3 separate regions of the Mus musculus genome follow, and all the other regions are linked to region 2. A link is a contact called in public promoter capture Hi-C data. All regions are on one chromosome and are shown on one strand. The core of a region is the stretch at or near the end of the contact, and the rest is flanking DNA. Distances in the headings are between cores, read along the strand shown. Region 1 holds the start of Fam76b (family with sequence similarity 76, member B). Region 2 holds the start of Med17 (mediator complex subunit 17). Region 3 holds the start of Sesn3 (sestrin 3).

Evidence for each region. Promoter capture Hi-C pulls out the DNA fragments that hold promoters and counts their contacts.
Region 1: a promoter capture Hi-C map of liver shows a contact between it and region 2, with 9 times the contacts expected there. The contact joins the promoter of Fam76b here to the promoter of Med17 in region 2. A contact is called at or near these places in 11 of 39 promoter capture datasets (the 3T3-L1 cell line, 3T3-L1-derived adipocytes, the HPC-7 cell line and 7 more), 4 of 484 Hi-C or Micro-C datasets (CD4 T cells, CD8 T cells, the G1E-ER4 cell line and 1 more), 3 of 115 datasets of contacts at active chromatin or transcription factors (astrocytes, double positive thymocytes and embryonic stem cells) and 3 of 9 other capture datasets (adipose tissue, liver and macrophages).
Region 3: a promoter capture Hi-C map of liver shows a contact between it and region 2, with 2.4 times the contacts expected there. The contact joins the promoter of Sesn3 here to the promoter of Med17 in region 2. A contact is called at or near these places in 4 of 39 promoter capture datasets (3T3-L1-derived adipocytes, liver and pre-B cells).

The regions. Positions count from the first base shown.
Region 1 is chr9:13,825,475-13,829,295 of GRCm38.p6, forward strand. Fam76b (family with sequence similarity 76, member B) reads left to right here and starts at 2,242. Exons shown (of 10, transcript NM_176836.4): 1 at 2,242-2,587; 2 at 3,286-3,350. The coding sequence starts at 2,501. It overlaps Cep57 (centrosomal protein 57), which reads right to left and starts at 1,633. Exons shown (of 11, transcript NM_026665.4): 1 at 1,382-1,633. The coding sequence starts at 1,426.
Region 2 is chr9:15,277,562-15,281,786 of GRCm38.p6, forward strand. It overlaps Med17 (mediator complex subunit 17), which reads right to left and starts at 2,345. Exons shown (of 12, transcript NM_144933.2): 1 at 1,989-2,345; 2 at 1-162. The coding sequence starts at 2,232.
Region 3 is chr9:14,273,681-14,277,842 of GRCm38.p6, forward strand. Sesn3 (sestrin 3) reads left to right here and starts at 2,621. Exons shown (of 10, transcript NM_030261.4): 1 at 2,621-2,949. The coding sequence starts at 2,872.

The DNA of each region.
Region 1 (3,821 bases), core at 992-3,491, 1.5 Mb before region 2:
GCAGTGCAGTTCAACTAAGTTTCCAATTTCTAAGTTTTGAGAGCAGAGAGCTCTCCTTTCTCCAGTTTAATCAACTGTATCTCTTATATAATTCACGTGTTCGCTGACACTTAGTTCTGATAGTTTTTCCTTTATCTTTCATTTATCTGGCAAGGAACTAACTCCCAAATGCTTGCTCCAACTCTTCTCCTTAATCTCCTCTAGTTCTTTGGCAAAGGTATACCCCACTATTTGAAAAACTTGAAATATTCTGACCTTATCACAAATTCTAGTAGCCACAGAAAGTCCAAACTGCTGAGATTCCTAAGTGAGACTTTCTGAAGGTGTTGGTAATCTCTATGCCCTCTTCCTCATCAGCTGTTAAAATTACCCAGAAAATTTCCTGACATCCCTCATTATTCAATTTTCACCTGTTTTTCTAGTTCTTCTTTATCAACTCTACCTTTATATAATCTCTGCACATTCGAAATTACCCTCTGGTGTCCGGAAATTACCTATTGTCTTGTCACATACCTTAAAAAACTTGCAGTGCTTTCTTCTCTTAAATTCCTTCAACACGCAGCTAGCTTATCTTCCTTTCAAGATCCTATCTTCCCTAATACTGCTAATCAATCTCCCCCAGACGCCTCTGGTATCAAAACCTGCAGCGCAGTAATTATCTAATTAGTACAGTGCTTTGCTCCTTCTTCAGAGTGGGATTTCTATTCAATTCCTTCCTGTAACTTTAGGACCAACGGTCGGCTAAGTACAGGAACATTTCTAAAAAGAACTCCAGTTTTCTCACATTTAATTCTTATTTCTTCCTATTGGAGCGTTTTCCAAAAGACTGAGCGCCACAATCCACTCTTAAAACATCAGTGACTAACTAAACCCGCAGGCTTAATTTTCCCGATCGCTTCTCCAGAGCAACTTTTCCATACAGAGTCTAGTAATGGGAAGTGGGAATGCCCGGGCTCCGCCTGCAAGGGTCGCGCAACAAACAGAGAGGCACGGCAGCAAGGGCGAAAACGCACTCTGGGGACCACGGACGCCTCAGCGGCTGCCACTCTACAAACCTGCACACCTACCTGTTAGTGAGTTTCCGAGACGGGCCGTTACGCTCACGTGACCGACAGAGCTTTGTGTTAGCGGGCCTGAGAGTGCACCAGCCAGGCTCGGGACAACGCTCCAAAGCACCGGCTGAGAGGACAAGGGAACGCAGGGTGGAAAAGGAGGTGCTCCAGAAAACACAGTTGCAGCCTCCGGGAGTGGCACGCGGCCTCGGGCAGCCCGCCATCCTGCGGGACGAGGGCTGACGCCAGATCGCGGGCCCCCTGAAAAGTGAGGCAACCCGGAGAGCCGTACAGGCCCACCTGGAACCCACGCGATTGCCGCCCCTTACCGAAAACTGAGAATCAGAAGCCGCCGAGACCGAGGCTGCCGCCATCTTCCCACCTGCGCAACCCCAGACGCCGTCCTTGAGCTCCTCCTCCGGATTCGACAGCCGCCCGCCTGGGGCAAGCGGAATCCAAGTCCCCGATGGAAGGGGCGGGCGAGCTGCGAACCCTATAGGAGCCTCGGTCTCGCAAACCACAAGGACGCCACACTCAGCGCGCACGGGAAAGGCAACGCGTCTTGATAGACGCCTTCCAGTGACCAATCAGAAAAGAGGACAACTTCTGGTGGCAGGGAAGAGCCCGCCTCCTCTCTCGGTGACGTCACAAGGTAGCGCATCGCGGAGCCTGCGGGAACGGCAACGTCTGAGTTGACAGACGGCTCTGGGAGCGTCTGAAAAGGGATGGATTTTCTGGATGAGGAAGCAAAGGCTAGGGCTTCTGGAACCTTCAGCGCCTGCTGAGGCGGATGACGGAAGCTGAATAAAGGAGAATGGAAAGTTGACATACTCCATCAGCATCCCAGGAATAAACTCCAGAGAGCGTTGCTTCTCCATTTGATGTACTGACCTTTCGGCCAATGACAAACAGAAGTAGGAGGGGCTTAAGGATATGGTCCAATGGAAGCCAAGGACTGAAAAAAAGCGGCGTTTCGTGGACCCCCTGGCCAATGGGCTCAAGCGCACCAGCCAAACGACGACTGGCCGTGGCTTGTGGGCGGGATCTTTTCAAAGCGGATTTCGCGCTCTGAGAGCGGCGGCTTCCTATTGGTTGGTACTTTCTCTCTTTGTGGGCGCTCCCTGCCGAACCTAGGCCAGGGACTGGGCGGAGCTTTCTAGTGACGTAAGGCTCTCTGTAGCCAATCGTAGAGAGGGACGCGAGACCGAGGAGGAAGCGGAATCCACCGCCTAGCTCCCGCTTCGTCTCCCTCCGCCGCGGTCCGGGCCTAAACGGGAGCGGCGGGGCGGGCGGCAGTAGGTGTCCCGGGACGGCGGCGGAGGCGGAGGGAGACGCAGGGGACCCGGCAGTTACCGGGACTGGGCCACAGCAGCAGAAGAGCCCGCGGGCGGGGCAGCCGAGTTCCCGGAGGCCCCGCCTGAGCGCGCGCGGAGGAGCCGGAAAGCAGGATGGCGGCGTCGGCCTTGTACGCCTGCACCAAGTGCACGCAGCGCTACCCCTTCGAGGAGCTCTCGCAGGGCCAACAGCTCTGCAAGGTCGGTGGGCGCCGGTCGTTCAGCGCACCGCTCCCCGCCAGGGCCCGGGCATTATATGGGCGAGCCCCGTGTCGACCGCGTCCCGCCTGCTCGCAGGTTGGGCTAGCTCGGCCGCTTCTGGCGGTCTCGGGTGGGGCTGAGCCAAGCGGCCACCAGTCCTCCGTGTCGCAGAGATTGGGTGCAGACTCTCTCATCCCAGCTTTGGCAGGGACTGCCCTCTCCTTCCACTGGGAGGCAGGGCCCGTGTTTGCACTTTCTTGCTAGCAACCCGAAGCTGCAGAGCTGATGGCATTCTGCTTCCCTGTCCCGGAAAGCGAAGCGACTGGTTTAGGAACAGAGTGCTCTCTGATTTGGAGCTCCTCCCATCCCATAAAAGCCGGGATGCTGTCTGTGAGCAATTGTACAAAATAACTAGTAGTTTCACATGTAAACCACCCCTGGAAGTCAGTCCTGACAGCTTCCTTAGTTTCTCTCTGTTCCATATACCCCCTCCGCACCCCCCCCCTCCACTAAGGACAAAAATATCCCCATGGAATTATACTCTGCCTGACGGCTGATGTGATAAGTCACCCAGTTGTTTACGTTGCCAGCCAGGTTTTATTGACATTTCAGGCACTTGACTAAGTCGATTAATTTCTACCAAAGAGTGAGATTGGGTCTCTGAAATAAATACTGACTTATGTATTATCTTATTACAGGAATGTCGGATTGCACATCCTATTGTAAAATGTACTTACTGCAGATCAGAATTTCAGCAGGAGAGGTTTGTATACTGAGCAGTCTTTCATTGTTACAAATTCGTATAAGGAATAATTAGGGGTTGTAATATTTGTGTTAAAGTGCTTTGAAAAACTGATTTGTTTTTGAAATTTAAAATTTAGAGCTACTATGTACAGTATGAGAGAAGACATTTAACTAAAGAAATTCTGGTTTTACATGTGAAAATAAGGGATAAAATTGATAGATGGAAAATGTACACTTCTGCCAACAGTCAAAATATAAGCAATTACTTTTAAACTTTTTTTTTTTAAATGGGAAACTGCTAATTAACCTGAGGAAAGAGCTACAGTGTTACTAACTGCCTTGGAAGACTGAAGTCACTGCCTTAAGCAGTGTGATTAGCACAGATGTTTTTAACAGGAAATCCCTCTTTTAGAGGACACAGAGTAAGCTCAAGAGAACAAGTCCTTTTATTACTGAGTATGTGGACATGACAGTGGAGACTGTGGACTGG
Region 2 (4,225 bases), core at 1,095-3,594:
TGGGAGGAAGAGCATCCTGAGAGACGGGGTCCAGAGTCATGAACTTTTTGTCCCTGACAATACTGAGGACATCATAGAGAACACACATCTCTGTAAGGGCACTTCGCAAATTGTTCCTCACAGAGTCCCAAGGCCACAAAGAAGGTTGGAATTTTACCAACCCTGAAAAACAGAAAAGAAAAGCAGAAACACATGTGTACTGGTTACACTGACTACAGAACAGAAGGTGGCTCTTTTAGAGGTTTAAAAGCGTGAAAAGGAGAAATGAGCTCTCCTCCAAACCACCTCTCCTTTACTTCCTTCTCATACGCTTTCTTCAACTGTTAACACTTAAGACTCCTCTTATGGCAAAACAAATGCCAGTCTAATTTCCACAGGCCAAAGCTGTCATCATATCTCAAGTAGGCACTCGAATCTTTCTAAACCTAGGGCTTCATTCATCCCAGATAAGCACTAAACTATATCCCCCATCCCCACAAAAGCCTTTAAAATAACCTGTTTCCTTCCAACATTTAGAACTTGAACTTCCAACATTCCTGAACTATAAAACAACAGGCAAAGCCCCAAATGGCCTACAACACCAGCATTACCATTGGCTGCACGAATAGACCTTCCCCCCACCCCACCCCCCCACCCCTGAGACAGGGTTTTGGGATTAAAGGCATGAGCCAACACTGCTCAGCTATACCTTTCTTTTAACCAATTTTTTTGTTTCGTTTTTGTTTTTGTTTCTCTGTGTAGCCCTGGCTGTCCCGGAACTCACTTTGTAGACCAGGCTGGCCTTGACCTCAGAAATCGGCCTGTCTCTCTGCCTCCCGAGTGCCCGGCTTCTTTTAATCAATTTTTAATAAATGCTCACTCTAAGGAGTTCATGATAAAGGATCAGGGAGTGAAAGTCAAAAGTTTTCTTTTAATCTTAGGCCTAACTCTCCTCCCTCCTGAGACATATCTCAACCCAGCATACAGGAACTAGTCACTCTTTCACACACCACAAGATATTTGGAAGCCAGGAGGCATGCCATTTAAGCCTGTCCCTTAATAGACAGGTCAAATGTTCCTAATGACATCAGTACTGGATCTTAATACATACCTGTGCTCTATAGTTCTTTCTGTGGGTGGGGGATTTCATGGATCAAATGTGATACACATTTAGAATTTTGCATTTAAAACTACTGAGCTGGCATGCCTTTCCAACACTGGATAATGACAATGTTGGGCTTGTTTAAGATTTAAAAAAAAAAAAAAAAAAAAAGATTTATTTATTTATTTAATGGATGTAAGTACAATGACGCTGTCTTCAGACACACCAGAAAGAAGGGGGCATCGGATTCCATTACAGATGGTTGTGAACCACCATGTGGTTGCTGGAAATTCAACTCAGGACCTCTGGAAGAGCAATCAGTACTCTTAACTGCTGGGCCATCTCTTCAGTCCCAGGTGTTTTAACTTTCTGTCAAATTTATGAAAACTACATTTAAATTTTTCTTTATTTATTGAGATGGTGTCTATTTGCTCATGTTTTTCATTAATCTGACTGCCTCTGCCTGGCGAATTACCACACTAAACACGAACATCCTCACTTAAACCGATTCTGTCACATCACTAAATCGAAAACTGTGGTTTCAAATTTTGGTTTTTTTTGATAATAAGGAGAATCCAAAGTCTAGTCTGGTTGCTTCTCCAAACTCCCCCTCTTCAGTTTTGTTTTCTTGTAATTCATTCACCTCAAAGTTTCAGTGGTCATTTTAAGTATCACCTGTTTCCACCTAAAATCACCCCCAAAAGCTTTCAGCTGTTCTTTATTAAAAAAAAAAAAAAAAAAAAAAAAAAAAGCGAATGCCTCTTCTCCTGGCCTGAACAGGACCCCGAGTCCCGACCGGGTCGGCCTTCCCACTGCTGTCAATACTTCTCAAGGCCACCCACCACAAAACACAGTTTACCCTAGGGGAGACCCTGGGATAGAACCAGCAACGAGGGCGAAGCCTCACCCTCCTCGTCGTCCTGGTCGGCTCCCGCGCCCCCCCAGTCCGGCGCATCGCCGTCAGGCCCTGCCGCCTCCTCCTCCTCAGAGCCAGAGCCCTGGCTGAAGTCGATGCGCTGTGCCAGGCGCGCCAGGTTCTGCGACATGGACAGCGGCTGCAGGTACGTCTCGGTGCCATCAAGGCCCACCTCCTGCACCTGCTTCTCGCAGGCCGACTCGATGCTGATGCGCACGGCTCGCACGCCCGACATGCTGGCGGCGGCCTGAGGGCGACTCGCCGGAGACTCAGAGTACAGCACCGACACGGAAGGCTGGAACAAGCTTCCCGCAAGCCCGACGCGGCGGCCGGGAGGAAGCAAACTACCCACTGCTGCCCCACAATCCTCCGCGCAGCGTCTCGCGGAACACTATGAGCATGCGCGAAGGGCCAGCTGCCCGGACATTTCCTGTAGGTTGCACGTGAGAGCCAGGAACTTCCGGCTGACCGGGCTCAGCCGCTGCAGTGCAAGTGGAGTGGGCTGGGTTTATGTAGATACGCTGGGCGTTGTAGTTTGTTTGTTTGTTTGTTTGTTTGTTTAATTGGTTGCTTGGTTTTTGAAATAGCTTTCTTGCTGGCCTGATTAATTTGTTGATTAGTTATTGAGACACGCAGCTTTTTTGTTAGTTGGTTAGTTATTTGATTTTTGAGACACGCAGCACACACACCAGCACTCCCGCTGATTCGGTCTGGGAGCCCGTCCGTGGGATGAGTCCACTCACTTTCCGGGTAGGTTTTCACTTCCTAGTTAAACCTCTCTGGGAACATACTCCCAGAGGTGTTTCCCCTAGGTGACTTTACATTCGTGAAGTTAACGATGAAGACGTACGTAAGGGCTTTACATTTATGTAAGCACTCACAAAGACTGTCGACGGTAGTTAACTATAATTCGCAGCTGTTTGAGTCTCTCTGTTGATGGAGCTGCCTCCAGCAAAGAAGACCGAGTCAAACAGCTAGCAGGACTACCATCCAAACTGCACCAGCTGTCTTAAACACTCCAAGAACACTCAGATATGCCTACACGAAAGATTGCAACTGATTGTCCTGGCCCAGTAAGCACAGCTTGGGCCAGGGCTTTGTGCAGACCTGTGACTGGTGGCTTAATGATAAATGGAGGACTATGCTATCTCTCCAGACATGCAGCCACCCTTACACGCATACACTCACACATTCACAGACATGTACACATATAAACAAAAGACACCGGTGTTTAGCCAAACAAATGGCTGTGATTGGCCCAAATACCCCGTCTTGGGTTGTATGAGCAGGCTACTCCTCAGGTGGTCCACCAAGAGGCACTCTCCTTTCCTCATGGTGTTAGGATGTCATGTCCAGCAATGTCTTTCACTGAGTGGCCTTTCTTACTTTCAGCCTGCAGGCTGCACCAGAAAAAGCAAGGAACATTAGCTGGTTGGCAACAGTGCCCCACAGCTTGATAGGTACTAACCCCTATACTTCTGTCCAGCCATTTCGTTTTCTGTTTGTTTGTTTTAAGAGTTTCTCTGTGTAGCCCTGGCTGTCTTGGAACTCACTCTGTAGACTAGGCTGGCCTTTGATACCACTTTGAGTCTAATCTTGGGCTCCTGAACAACCTTGCCTTGTCTAGAAATCATTTGTCAAGTCCTTGGGCCCTGGCTTCCCACAATGAAGTGTAGATGGAGGCGTTAGCATAGCTGTCTGACAGCTGAAGAATCTATAGCCTGCAGAAGCCTCTGACTTACTATTGACAATGTCCACAGGCCTGTATCCCGCTGGTAGTGCTGGTGCAGCCACTAAAGCTTTGGAGATTCCATCTCCTGGAGGAGATGCTTCCTGGGTGACCCTAGTTGGGCCCAGTGTTTAGAGTCGGAACAGCCCACCAGGTGCCCTGGCTCTCAAACACTTCTCTACAGTGCACCTCTCACCCTGCCCCCCAACACTGTCACCACTCATTGCTGTCTGACACGGAGGAGAACAAGCTTGCCTACCCAGGGTTTCCATCAGGGCAGAGCAGAGAGCACTTAGCCAGTTGAACACTGAAGAGTACCAATTCTTTCACTTGGCAGTCCAATGTCTGCAGGTAAACGTGTGTCTCCGTGTGTCTGTTCTTCCCATGCACGTGTAGGTGCCATGGAATTGCTGGCGCTGTAGTTACAGTCAGTTGGGAGCTGCCTGATGTGGGAGGCAGGGAATAGACTTGGGTCCTCTGGAAGACCTGCAAGCACTGC
Region 3 (4,162 bases), core at 1,371-3,870, 1.0 Mb before region 2:
GCCCAGCCAAGAATATAGATTAAGAAACTCAGCAAAGAAAGGACCCGATATAGCTGTCTCTTATGCCGGGGCCTAGCAAACACAGAAGTGGATGCTCACAGTCAGCTATTGGTTGGATCACAAGGACCCCAATGGAGGAGCTAGAGAAAGTATCCAAGGAGCTAAAGAGATCTGCAACCCTATAGGTGGAACAACAATATGAACTAACCAGTACCCCCTGGAGCTCGTGTCTCTAGCTGCATATGTATCAGAAGATGGCCTAGTCGGCCATCAGTGGAAAGAGAGGCCCATTGGTCTTGCAAATTTATATGCCTCAGTACAGGGGAACGCCAGGGCCAAGAAGTGTGTGTGTGTGGAGGTGGGGGTGGGGGGGAGGGTATGGGGGACTTTTGGGGTAGCATTGGGAATGTAAATGAAGAAAATGCCTAATTAAAATAATAATAATAAAAAAAAGAAACTCCGGAAAAATGGGAACACATATGTGTTTCAATTTTCAGGAAAACAAACAAACAAACAAAAAAAACCCAAACCAACCCAACAAAAATGTCTTGCTGACTTTCTGCCTAGGTTTCTTGGTTCTCTGCAATGAAAGGCACACAGTATTTTCTTCCTTCATTGAGTTTTCTTAGTTTTACCGTTTCTTTTCTTTTCTTTTCTTTTTCTTTTTTTTTTTTTTTTTTTTTTTTGGACAGGGTTTCTCTGTATAGCCCTGTCTGTCCTGGAACTCACTTTGTAGACCAGGCTGGCCTTGAACTCACAAATCCGCCTGCCTCTGCCTCCCGAGTGCTGGGATTAAAGGCGTGCGCCACCATGCCAAGCAACTTTTACCATTTCTTTTAACTGAATTTTTAGCAACCTACCCAAATCACTGCTGTTCTAGACTATGGAGGTCTACCCAGCATCAGACCACACTTTGCTATCACTAGCTAAATGGACCTTCACCTAACCATATCACCTAGATAGACCCTTGAGGTTGTTCAGTCTGTTTAAACCTGTGCGGGCAGATTTTCATCTCCTTTGTTCTTTGTGTAGGCTTGTTTAAGGTGTAGGTCTCTAAAGAGATGGAGTGGAGACAGATGTTGAGTATGGAAGAGATTGGTAGTTTGAACAACAGTTTGGTCTAATGGCTTTGTTATGCTAACCGTGCAGGCTTCTCCAACAGCGCCTTCCCGATTTTACATCATAGTACACAAAATTCCTAACACAGGGTAGTATGTTAAATTAAAAACAATACAAGAAAAACAATACAAGTAAACCAGTGGGTCGGTTCTTTAAAACCATCTCCACAGATACATTCTACAAATTGCAGGCCTTCACAATTCCTGACACACTCGAGACCTTTAGAAAACGAGAAGCCGAGAATACAGATTAGGTTCTCAAGAGCGAAAACAGGTGATGTCATAGCACGCAGTGCGGTGTGGTCACCGCCAAGGCCGGCTGGGGAACTGCAGTTCTTGGGAGCTTGGTGCTCTGCGCCAGTAGCAGAAGCACCCTATCATGGGCTCCACGACACCGGTGAGCACCCTGAGCCAATCAGGTGCTCGCTTTGCACCGCCTTTGTTCTCACTGGGGAGCAGGCAGCCAGAGTCTGGTCTGCAGTCCGGGGTTGGTGTTTGGCCCCTCGGAGTACCTGGCTCTCTCACTCGCCTGGGTTGGGCATCTGGCCAGCCGGAGCTTTCCTCAGTGACTTATGCCTTCTGTCTCCAGAACATAGAAGCTAAACCCTGACTCACCGTTGTCAGTTTTGAGAGAGGAAGGTCCAGTCCAATCGTTTTAAATGGCAATTCGTACTCAAAACCTTCCATCACAGGCAGGGATTGTGCTCTGCAAGTTTCTAACCAGAGGCCTCCCACAGGATTTGTGTGTGTGTGTGTGTGTGTGTGTGTGTGTGTGTGTGTGTGTGTGTATCAATCTCTGACTTGTTCATGATAAACGAACTTTCTTTGCTGTGAGAACGATCGTCGGAGAGAGGGAAAAACCCCTAAACCAAAGATGTGTCTCCGGGTCTCCAACTCCAATAGCTGTGTAGACTTCTAACTCTACAGCCGTAGGTAGTTGGTCTTTCGTACCAGATTTACAGAGTGCATAAAGAACATAAAGTTCTTTGAGATCTGTGGGAGCAAAGTGCTGCAAGACCGCAGTCTTCCTCACAGCTATTAGATTTAGATCCATGGAGAGAAAGCTGAATCTCTGCCCCGGAGGAAGGAACGTTCTAGCGTCCACCCGGCCCACTCCCGAGAGATCAGGAAATGTTTAGCTAGGTCTCAGATCCTCTAGCGAGCTCTAGCTTCCAGCTATTTAATCTCACTCTCCATTCTGCACGGTTTTTGCAGAGAGGCGTGGCTTGTCCTGAGGGTGGCGCTAGAGTTCCTGATAATTTGCATACACCACACCTCCATTTCTCATTGGTAGATTGGAGTCCCTCCCACCCCACTACCTAACTAACCCAGGGTCACTCTTCAGCATCGAGCCTCGGAGATAAACTTAACTTGCCCGGAGATTCGTGTTGCTCTCGCCTCCCGCGATTGGCCGGAGCCACTCATTGGATGCGGGTGCAGAAGGGGGCGTTGCCGGTGCCGTCTGGTTGGCGGGAGGGGGCGGTGCCCAGCGCGGCTGCCCTGAAGGCGGCGGGCCTCGGGGGCGGGGCCGCACTGAGAAGCTGAGACGGCCGCGGCTGCTCGTCCTGGCTGGCGGGGCGGGGGTCTGGCGATGGGGGCGGGAGGAACAACGGGTCGCTGAGTGCCGCGGCTGCCGTCCCCGCCGAGCTCGCGCGGGCAGCCGCTGCGCCGTCGCTGCCGCCCGACCCCCTGAGAAGAGAACGTTGAAGCAGCCCTTCGCTAGCGGCCGCGGTGACAGCCCGGCTCCGGCGCGATGAACCGCGGTGGCAGCAGCGCGTCGGCCTCGGCCAACTACCTGCTCTGCACCAACTGCCGGAAAGTGCTGCGGAAGGTACGGCGCGGCCGCGTCCGGCGGCGAGGCGCTCCCCACGGTCCGGGTCCGGGCGGCGCTTGCGGGGGAGGGGGGACGAGAGGCAAAGTGTCCCCCCGCGGGTCCCTGCGCCCGGCCCCTGGGCTGCCGCCGGGTCTGCCCCGAGGCTGAAGGGATGCTGGGATGCTGGGAGGAACCGGCTCGGCTGGGGATGGAGGCTGGCCTGAAATCACAGCAACCAGTTTGGTCTGCAGGAGACTGGCTGCCTCTCCCCGGTGGCTGACTCTGGGGGGGTGTTTTCTTCGACTGGGTCGCTTCTGCCAGGCCTACGGTGCCTTGGCACCGCCTCTTGACATTCTCTTGGTGGGTCCCGAAAGGCACCATGAAGGCATCTTGAACTTTATACCCATAGGAAATGCTGTTCGATCTTCCAGCGCTTTCAGCTTGGGTTGGTGGAGGTGGAGGCTGAAGACGACTTGGGTTCGCCCTCCTTATCATCCCCCACCGCGATGTCGATCGAGAAAATCCGACCCAGGATTGGCTTATTGCTTTCCAGAGTGACTGATAGAAAGTTTACTCCAGTATTGTTTAGCTTACTTGGCTTAATCGCCCCGTGGGGGATGGGGATGCAGGGAGAGAAAGGATGACAAAATGTCCCTGTAGACGCAGAAGAGGTTTTAATAAGATCTGAATAGCCTCCTTGACTAATATAATCTGTTTCTTTTTTACACTCTTATTTTTACATTGCATGAAATGAAATCATTAGGTGAGGTGTTTCTGTTTGTCCAGCACCAATGAATTAAAATTGCTGAGCTGTGCATATTTGAGAGCTAAGATGAATATGGTGCCGTTTTTGTCAATTTTCCTATCTACAGTCAATTTAGGATTGCTCTTTATGTCCTAGGAAAAACAAGCAAGCACATAAATAAGCAAGCTCAAATATTTGCGCTCTTTGTCCAAAAACTGTTTTTCTTCCTCTGTGGGTCAGGCCAAGTGCCAATCAAAGTTGTTTTTCAAGCCTCTTTTCCCTGCCGTGGAGCTGGTTCTTCCCCCTCCTTTCTCCTATTTTATTTGAGAGCGTCAGGAAAGCAAAGGAATTGCAGGTTTGAAGTTAATCAAACAATTAAATACGCCTTAAATTGTGTTTATTGGATATGTTTCTCTTAAAAAAGATTTTTATTAAATGTGCATGTTGAGTATGTGCAGTTATTTTTTTCCCCATAAACTCCTGGAT